2 separate regions of the Mus musculus genome follow, and region 1 is linked to region 2. The links are chromatin contacts, called in public promoter capture Hi-C maps. All regions are on one chromosome and are shown on one strand. The core of a region is the stretch at or near the end of the contact, and the rest is flanking DNA. Distances in the headings are between cores, read along the strand shown.

Region 1 (5,067 bases), core at 1,187-3,686, 1.8 Mb after region 2:
AATTTTAGTAATAACAAAAATTACTTAATTTGGGCCAGCAAAACAACTTAGTGGATAAAGACACTTGCTGCCATGTCTGACAACCCAAGTTCAATCCCTGAGACCCACATGATGAAAGAACTGACTCCTGCAAACTGTCCCTGCCTTCCATGCTTGTGCATACATGCACACACACATACGTGCGAGCAAACACACACATACACACTAAATAAACATAAAAATTTAAGTTTATTTACTCTAATACATCTTGTTATCCTACCAGGAAATCATTAAAATTTAGAGTGAGACCCTCACACTCATATTTTTGTGCTGATTGTTGTAAATTATTCTCTAACCTCCACATGCAATGTCCACACTACATGTACATACAAAATGAGAAATGTAAAAACTTTTTAAAAAATTACACTGAAAATTGAAAGTACTGAGGTAGACAGGCAGATAGATCCAGGGACTTACTGGCTGACTAGCAGCCAGCTTAGCCAAAAGGTGAGCCTCAGGTCTCAGTGACAGGGCCAGCCTCAATGAAAGGGCCAGCTTCAGTGACAGGGCCAGCCTCAGTGACAGGCCCTGCCTCCAGACACAAGAGTAGACTGCTTCACATCGACATGCATGTATGTGCATTCGCCTGCACACACATGCAGACACCACACACACACACGCATGAATACACATGCACGCACGCACACACACTCACACTCACCTGCACACAAAAACACATACTGATCTACAAAAAATTCAGTTCCTCAGGTGTGCTAGCCAACCTTGTGGGTGTGCAGTAGCGCTACGTTGAGTCTGGGAGTAGACATGCAGGCCTAAAAAGTGGCAAAGCTATTTGGCAACTGCCCACTCCCACCACTGGCATTTGTATCTATGATTGAGTTTATCTGTATATTAACGTCCAAAGTATTAGTTATGAGAATGGTGCTACGGGCTGCAACCTCATTACTGTAGCTTACTCTCTCAATTCCAATGTAGGTAAAGAAAGGAAATCTTCAAATAATTAAATAAAATTGTGATGTAGTACCTAACAAATGAAATACACTAAAACATATTTGTGGGATGAATACTCTTCTTCATTGCCTAAGGAAAAATTCAGTTGTCTGCGGCCTATGTAAGTCCTTAGTTACTACTTTTGTATTAAGCATCTCAGTTTATTAGACTTTATAAAGAAAGAGAGAGAAAGCCAGGAGTGGGACTCTGTTCAACTGTGTATGTATTAGAAGCATTACAGTATAAAGAACATAAACTTTGCATTCAGACAACCTGGATTCAAATCCTGGTTCTATCATTTATTACATGTGTGATCTTTGTTTGCTAAGTATTGGCTACTCTATGGTTCAGTTCCCTCTTTTGCAAAACTGTCACAGAAAATAACACAGAATTTGTATACGACACTTGGCACACAGTAGCTGTTCAATGACAATCTCCGTTAGAGATGCCAAAGTTGAAATTAAGACTAAAGTCGAAAGTGGGGCTTTCTTAATGTTTCCCCATTTCCCGTATCATATACCTGCAAGGGGTTGGAGGTGGTGGTAATTTGAAGTTCTCAAAGGGAATACCTTTCCATGCTGTCGAATTTACTAAAAAAAGGACCTAAATAAGAAACTTTATCTACTCACCACGTAATTATGCAGCACAGGGGCAGCCAAGCAAACAGGAAAAACACGAAGCTAGAGAGGAAGGCATTTGCCTTACCTGCTTTTCCGTTTTCGGGGTGGTTTCTCCACTGTGCCAGACAGTCTACAGACCAAACAAATGAGACCCGTAACTAAGACAACACACCGTTTGCCTTGCCTTGCCTGTGGGGCACTTCATGTACCACCCTCGGGGGGCCACAGGCTGACCACAGGTTGGCTCTGCCTACCCGTGACCTTACAGACACCCCACAGGCAGGGCTTCCTTCCCTCCCACGACCAAGCGCCTGGGACTCACTAGTCCCCGAATGCTCTCGGTTCCCTGCCCCAAACGTTCGGCTCCCCCAACCACCCGCCAGGTCGGCCTCATTGTCTGCCCAGAGCCGCAGGCCCCCCTAGCTCCCCTCAGACACGGCCCCGCCCCTCAGACCCGGTTCCCCGCATTCCTTGGCTCCCCGGTGGGGCGCGCGCCCTCCGCTCTCGCCCAGCGCGCCCTCGCTCGCTGCCCCGAGAGCTGCTCTCCCTTGGCGCCCCCGAGATGCTGAGTGCCTGTACCCCCGCCCCTTCAGGGCTCGGCGCCTAGACACCACCGCCGCCACCCCCAGGCCCGCTCTCTGGGCCCCTCGCCCCTAGCCTCCGCCTCGCCACGTAGCCCACCCCACCTGGGGGCCAGGCGACTCCGCGGCTGCTGGGACTGCCGGGCTCCTCTGACCATCCGGCTCCTGCTCCGCCGCGGGAGATGCTCCGGCGGCCGCAGGGCTCGCTCGGGAAGCTGAAGCGGCGGAGGCTGGAGTAGGCGGAGAGACAGGAGGAGGGCCTTGCGCCCCGGCCAGGCTTGCCGCGGGGCTCGGGCCCGTCCCCTCCTCGCCTCTCCTCGGTTTCTATTGGCCACAACGGCAGGGTATCTAGAAATCCGACCGCTGATTGGGTGCTTAGGCCGTCATGTCCCGCGTGGCCCACCCCGAGGTTTGGTTGAGACTGCAGGTGGCGGCAGAGGTGCCTTAAAGACTGCTAGCAGAGCGAGAGGAGCCCTGAGCGCCTCCGTGTGCCAGAACGGGGACTTACATCTCCGGCGCCAGACACCTGCCTGCAGGTTCTCTTTGGCTGGCATCCTGCATCCCTGACACCTCCCAGACACCTGCTATTTCCTCCGCCTCCGCACTGCTCCAGAACCAAAATCAAGCGCAGCACTTTCTCCAGATATATTCAGAAGTTCGAGGGCAAAGCAGCTCTCTCTCTCATAGTCTTCTGAATCACCTCGAATGCGGCTTAATGTCACCCTTCAAAAGGGACTCGGTCTCAAATTGTAGGGATCAAGCAGTTTGGCTGCAGGAAAGATCCTAAGCTTGGATGCAAGCTTGTAAGAAAGCAGAATTTCTTTAATTACCTCGAAAAAAAAAACAACAACAACAAACAGCATTGCAAAAAGAACCAATTACAATAACCACAAGGAATGTATTCCATTTTGAAAAGCCTAAAAAGAACTGCTTCTTGTATAAGCTAGCCATTCTGTGCCATTCCAGATGATTAAAAAATCTAACCAGCTAATCATTTTTGGTATAAAATTTCACTGCATTTTTTGACAGACCTAAGCATGCAAAACATTACATGCATAAGCATGTAAATACAATTAATACTAGTAATCTTTTCTATTCTGCTCTAACAAAAAGCTATCTTTGAAAATATAGCAGATGTATATGTAATGCACCCGAAGAATTTAATTCTTAAGATCTATGCAAATCTGTCTGGCAGATTCTAAGTTCATTCCTTCCATTTGGGAGAAGGCATAAAACTTTCTCTTGGGCCATTTTCATTTTATTAGAACACATTTTGTTAAAACACACACCAACAATGTAGTGGCAGATATATGGCTCAGCAGAGTAAAAGGTGCTTGCTGTTCAAGCCTGATGTTGTGGCTTGTCCTCAAACCCAGAGGAACGCTTTCGATGACTCTCTGACCTCCACATGCACATGACACACACACCTGCACACACACAGCACACAATAGCAAATAAAATGCATGAGACGTATCTCACAAATCTCCACAAGTGGATAGTATCCCAAATATTGAGATAACTACTTTTTCACAAATGTATTTGGTGCAAGGGGTTCTCCTTTATTCCTACATGATTTATCTTGCACCCATCTTCGATGTGGAATGGCCTTTCTTTTATGAAACAATGGGATGCTGCCAAGTTATAGCGGGATTTATTTTTGCATTGCTGAGGAGCTACTCTTACTGAATTTATGAAAGGGGGAAGGAGGAGTAAAAAAAGAGGGAGAGAGAGGAGACGAAGGGGAAGAGTATGAGTCGGGTGAATGCAATGGCATTTAGGCGGCTAGAGGACAGCTCTCGGGACTTCTCTCCATCACGTGGGTCCTGGGGAACTTGATCTGTTAAGCTGTCTTGCTGGCCCACTGCTGAGGATGTAGCCTAGGACCCCCAGCATGGGCTCCTTCAGAAGTGCATTTCCAGATGTTGTCAGGATTAAAATTTTTTATGTGTATGGGTGTTTTGCCTCCATGTAGCCTGTATGCCACATGTATATCTGGTGCCCATGTAGGATTCCTGAGACTGGAGTTACAAATTGTGATTTACAGGTTGTGGTTGTTGGGAAATGAACCCCAGGTTTCTCTGGAAGAGTAGCCATCTCTCCAGCCCTGTTATGGGATCTTAAAAATAGCTTTGACTAGGGAAAATATCAAAAATTTGCTGTTCTCCCCCAAATGACATAACCCTAGGGCCACCAATCATGTCAATTTTATCCTATTTCCATTTACTTTTTCAATCCAGCAAGAAGAAATTAAGGATTTTCAGGGGGCGGAGCCCTTAAATAATCTTTCCAACATTTCCCCTAATTGGACAGTCTTCTCTGAAGCATAGACAATCTGTCAACAGAACTGCTGCTCCCAATTGTTGAGCCTTTCTATAATGAATACTTCATGTTGTGTCCAAGTTCTATTATCTCAGCTTCTGGGCTCTTATATAAACTATGCATATTCTATTACGCCAGTGCACTATTTCATGTCTCCTTCTGCATCAAACACTTCTTTTAAATCCCTTTTATTTAAAAGGCTACACTGTGGGGCTGGAGTGATGGCTTAGTGGTTAAGAGCACTTGTACTTGCAGAGGACCTGGGTTCAGTTCCTAGCACCGACATGGTGGCTCACAATCATACCTAATCCTGCATTTGATGCCCTCTTCTGAATTCTGCGAATAACATAAATGCAGGCAAAACCATTCATTCACATAGGACAAATAAATTTTTTTAAGCTATACTGTTAGCAATATTTCACTCTGGGTTCCTCCCTAAACACACTGATTTTGGTTGGGTCCTCAGTACTGGGCATTTTGTGGGTGCTATTTTTAATACTATAATCAACTTTACTATATTCCTTTTAGAACATAAATAAAAGATAAGAGAATTCAAT
Region 2 (5,131 bases), core at 59-2,558:
ACCTCCTCTTGCTCAACATAACAACTGGCCCCTTTGTATGTAGCTCTCAGAGCTATTCAATCTGGTCTTTCCCATTTCTACACTATGAGCATCCAGGGAAAGGGCTCATTTCATTAACCTAGTCTTAAAAGACCAGGAGAGATGGGGGCTTAGGACACATCAGCTGGGTGAATAAATAAAGGTACTCTGGGGTCATTAAAAATGGTGCTGAGATTTAGGCCATCTTTAAAATTTTTTCTGAAGCCTACAGAATGACTTTGTTTTATTTATGCATCTCTCTTTATCTGTCCCAAAGACTGTAAGTTCAGTATTATCTATTTTACACCATTCCCCCATTTAGAAAGCGCTCTCTATTGAATGAAATGCCAGACAGAATTAAGAAGTATTTCAACTTCTTTGGGTCTATTTACTTCCCAATGATATACCAATGAAGTAGGTGATCAATTAAGTCCCTAGTTTAGTAGTGTCTTTCTAGTTTTATTAAGATATATCAAGAAAATCAGGACAACTAAAACATACCATAAACTTAACATTGACACTAAGAAAACAACTTTTAAGGTGGACAAATAATTTTATTTTGTGCATGCAAATACATGTCAAGTACTGCAAACTTTTTCCATCAATTTTCTCTCAAACACTGAAAATCATGATGCTCTATTTTGTGAACAGCCAAAGCTAATATCTCTTCACTTCAGTGCTACAGCAAAAACACACAGAATTCACTCTTTGCTATTCACTATCATCACAACCCTCATTGTTCCATCTCTGCCCTCCCCCCATATACAGGCCTTATAAGTCCTAGCCTTCCCCCATTTAATCCTATTCCTATAGCACAAAGGGAAACATTACAATTTGGAAATTCAAATTGAAATAAATGGAATAGAATTTATTCCCATATATATTCCCCATTTCATTGTACAGAATTATTTTATAGTTTTAAATAGAAGCTGAGTATATGCCTTAAAAATGAGCATTAAATCCATCTTAGAGATGGTGCCTGCGTTTTACATGATGGGTGTACACCATCTTTAATTTCATTTACATTTCAATCGAACAATAGATTTGCAAAGAAAATGTCTAATACAGACGTAAAAATATTCACACTAAGCTTCACAATCGGTTGTACAATTGACAAACAGGCCTCTTTTCCCAAACTTTCCAGCTAAGCAAATTTATAAAATGTAATCAATGCAACAAGAAAAACATTTCTCTTTCACTTCCAGGGAAAAGAATATGCAATAAACAGTATAAATGCAGACGGCAGTTGCTGCAAGCTAACCACGATACTCCCAAGTGGCTGTACAGTGGGTATGTGCAGTACAAATAAAAGCCACATGTGTTGTATCACAACTACAGTATAATTGCTTGCCCAGCTAAGAGAATGCATGCACTTCCATGCCTTGGGTTATAAAGTGAGGCCTAATTTTTGACAGGTTGATGGAATATGTGCAAATGACCTTGGCTCTTGGCAGTACTAAGTGCAGCCAGTGTCTGTTTTCCACTGGTTTGGGGGATATTTTTAAATTTTTATGTAAGAGAAAAAAAAATAATTGCCAGTTTCAGACTTGGGGGAATAACTCCCCTTAGAGTAAAAATAAGTCTCCACTCAAATGTGGGGTGTTCTGATCTGTGGTTTGACTCCTTGTACTCCCTTGCCAGCAAAGGGATACAAAGAAATAGCTAGTGTAAAGGAGTTACTAGCAAACTTAATCTCTAGAAAACGGGATACTCCTTGAGCATGTTCATTTGTGTTCTGCTTGCAGAAGGGGCCCTTCAGTAGAAGGAGTTAACAGTAAGTGATCCCATTGGTACTCTTTATTCACTAAAACAAAAGAACAGTTCTAAGACACTAATATATAGCTGCAATGCAACTTTTCTCTTTAATGATTAATTACCAATATTGGTGACAGTCTGCTTAGAAAATGACTCAAAGATGCAAGGGAAGAAATACTCAGATTTACAACTAACATACTGAATCTGGATGTTACAAGTTCTATCCCTGGCTAAAAAGACAACATGGGCTTTAACACATCTAAAATGCAAAAATAGGGTAGATGGTTTTTAAACAATTTTTTCAAATAGTTAAATGATCCCACTCAAAGGTCCTACAAATCATTGCATTCTGTAATCTTCTGTATATAAAATCAGGATGTGCTTTGTAAACTTAGCATCAACTTGAAATCTGGGTCAAAGTGACTACGATCCATACCAATGGGAAATTTTAGTTTTTAAATGAAGTTTCATTGAATTCTCTTAGTAGAGTAAGTAGCTATGAAAGCAGAATCAGTGCCACGGGCCTTAAGAGATACCTTTTCTTGAAAATTACAATGTACAATGTCCCTGTCCCTACATACACTGACTCGTTGCATGGCACTGAAATAAGTCATAGTGGCAAAAGCAAGAGAAATCTAATTTGTGTAGGTACCAACTAGAAGAAATATACACAGAACTCTTAGAATTCATAAAATAAAAGAAGCCCACACAAAACTAATGATATATTCACAGCATCTGAATGCAGCACACAGACTAGGAATTGGGACTCCGAAAACTGACAGGTAAAAAATATAAGGAAACCTACACCATTTCCCTGCTTTTTTTCAGACTTCATACTACTGATTCCTGATTAGACCCATAGGCTTTACAAGCATTTTAGATACCGACATTACAAAGTTTCTCTTCTATTGTTTTGTAGCCTCTGATTCCAAATGTGTTCATCATGTCATCTTGATAAAGGGTCAAAGTGATGATTGCCCCAATTAAAAAAAAACACATTCTAGGTCTGTTTGTACTATTTTCCTCTGTGACATCAGCAGGTATCATTTTGAAGAAAGGTCAGATGAACTGTTCTTTCTTCTTAAGTGGCAGAGATCCAATAGCCTTATTTCAAATTATACCCACTAAAACATACAGTAAGCTGTCACCACATAAAAAATGCAATACAGAATAATGTGAACACAGAAACAATTCCTGTGTTGTTAGTGAGAAAGAGTAAACATTTAAGAATTAGAAGTTATTGTTTTATGGGATCATCTGCTGCAAGACAAGCACTATTTTCCTATAAATGTTTGAGACACACCAATAAGGTTGGCAGGTGTACACATACACTGATGAAATGCAGTTTACTGAACAAGTAGGCAAACACCTAAGCATCCCAACCCCTCCAGAAGAGCACAACCACGTTTCAAAATTTCAACTTTAAAATTAAAAAGATAAGGTTAAATACACAAGATCAATTTATGTAGTATATAATCACCCTCAGAAAGTGCTGAAGATGTTCGTGTAGCTCTGCTGCACAGAGGGTTCTTTCCCTGAGGGCACATAAGGAGCTCTCAACTGTTAATAGGTCTCTATTTTGTAACAAAATAGCAATTTTAAAATCTTAAAAAAAAATACATTACCTTCAACATGGAAGATCTCACTATTAAATATCCATGAAATAGACAGACTGGTTTACATAACCTTTTTGGAATTACAAACAGAAAGAAAAGAAAAGAAAAGAAAAGAAAAGAAAAGAAAAGAAAAGAAAAGAAAAGAAAAGAAGAGAGAAGAGAGAAGAGAGAAGAGAGAAGAGAGAAGAGAAGAGAAGAGAAGAGAAGGAAAAGAAAAATACATTGGAAACATTTCAAATGTAATAAGCTCATATTTATAGAAAGGTTCTGATATAAATTATATAACAATCATGTTCCTGTAATATCCTAGGCTAATTTATAATGTCAGAAATAAGTTAATGTAACATGGTTTAAAACTCTTGTTCCTCTTCATTTCAGGTTACAGAGTAAAATAAATAAAATGTCTTTGTAGGGATGGGGAGCACTGGCCATGGCAAAAAGGTACAGTACTAACCAAATAAAACTAAGTCAAGGCTACTGTGCTGTTATGTTATAAACAAACATCTTCATACACTTGAGTATTAAATAAATGTGTAAGATCTTCCATACTGACACCAGAATATCAAAACTACCCCTTTGTTTCTCAGGTATTATTTACAACGTATCAGTCACCTTATGAGCATGTTCATTAAGACAGGTATCAAACACCAGTATTTACTCATTCCAATCAAGAAATTTCAGGGAAATGTTAACCCTCCCACCCCTGGAAATGTGCACAAAACTTTTATCAAAATCTTCTCTGATACAATGCTGTGGTTTTTGTAAAATAACTAAATAGCTCAGACGACCAATAACATGATCCTGTTTAAGCATCTTGCTAGCAGGAGAAGCCCTTACATACAGTACACCTGGTGAAAGATCAGCTTGGCTTAAAATATTCCAGTACAATTTTCAGAGTAAACAACTTCACAGAAGTTAATTAAAAAATAATAAAAGTCAAACTAATCTTAAAGAAATGGAAGAAAAACAAAAAGATAAACTATTAGATTACTACCAGAAAGGCATGCCCTGCTTTTGTTTTTAAATATTGACTGAAATTTAAGCTTCAATAAACTACTACCCACAAATCTGGGGCAGAGCTGGTTGAACATACTGCATACTTTCAGATGCCAAGTGAAAATTTCAGTCACATTATGGCAGGGCAGAAATTATTCATGTTTTTAAGTATGGGTAATGTTAGCCAATGTTCTACTACTACATGGTTCAAAGTCTTATCAACCTAACAGTCAGAAAACAAGAAAATTAAACCCAACATGAAGTAACAATAAACAATATCTAACTAAATAATGCAATGAACACCCAAATTAATTTCTTTAAATTAAAGACCCAGCAATACCATCTTGTTAGTCAGTGCAAACGCTACATACAGGGTTTTCTCAAGAAAGCTGAAAGCACCTGATTCTTTTGCCAAGTCATCAGATTCAATAATGTACAGGCTTAAATCTGCATTTTAAAAAATTGCCATTACATTAGTGCATAATTTATCAAAATTGTAAAAACGATTCTGCATAACTTAGGAGAATTTAATATCTAGTACATCAGCTGAAAGACTTAGGCACTTGGTTATATTTTTAATTAATTACTTCAACAAGTAGCCTGTGTATAAATATTAACAAAGCAGAAACTATTCTTGAAAAATGGAAAATTAAAAAATTAAATGCTACAGATAAAAGCACTGCACTACACTTCTACATATAATGCAGTAAAGAAAGCTATTATAACCCTGTAAAACTCTATGGTAA

Evidence for each region. Promoter capture Hi-C pulls out the DNA fragments that hold promoters and counts their contacts.
Region 1: a contact with region 2 is called in a promoter capture Hi-C map of pre-B cells, with 5 times the contacts expected there. The contact joins the promoter of Scai here to the enhancer-like site in region 2. A contact is called at or near these places in 5 of 39 promoter capture datasets (the 3T3-L1 cell line, the C10 cell line, hippocampal neurons and 2 more) and 1 of 9 other capture datasets (macrophages).

What each region holds. Positions count from the first base shown.
Region 1 is chr2:39,188,294-39,193,360 of GRCm38.p6, forward strand. It overlaps Scai (suppressor of cancer cell invasion), which reads right to left and starts at 2,437. Exons shown (of 18, transcript NM_178778.3): 1 at 2,297-2,437; 2 at 1,696-1,740. The coding sequence starts at 2,349.
Region 2 is chr2:37,369,518-37,374,648 of GRCm38.p6, forward strand. Rc3h2 (ring finger and CCCH-type zinc finger domains 2) reads right to left here. Exons shown (of 22, transcript NM_001100591.1): 22 at 552-5,131. Among named protein-coding and RNA genes, the nearest start is that of Pdcl, 13 kb to the left of the region's middle. Within about 2 kb of position 1,309, at least 5 of the 459 cell types and tissues checked have an H3K27ac peak or open chromatin away from gene starts, as enhancers often do. A contact at or near this core is called in pre-B cells, where this site is marked.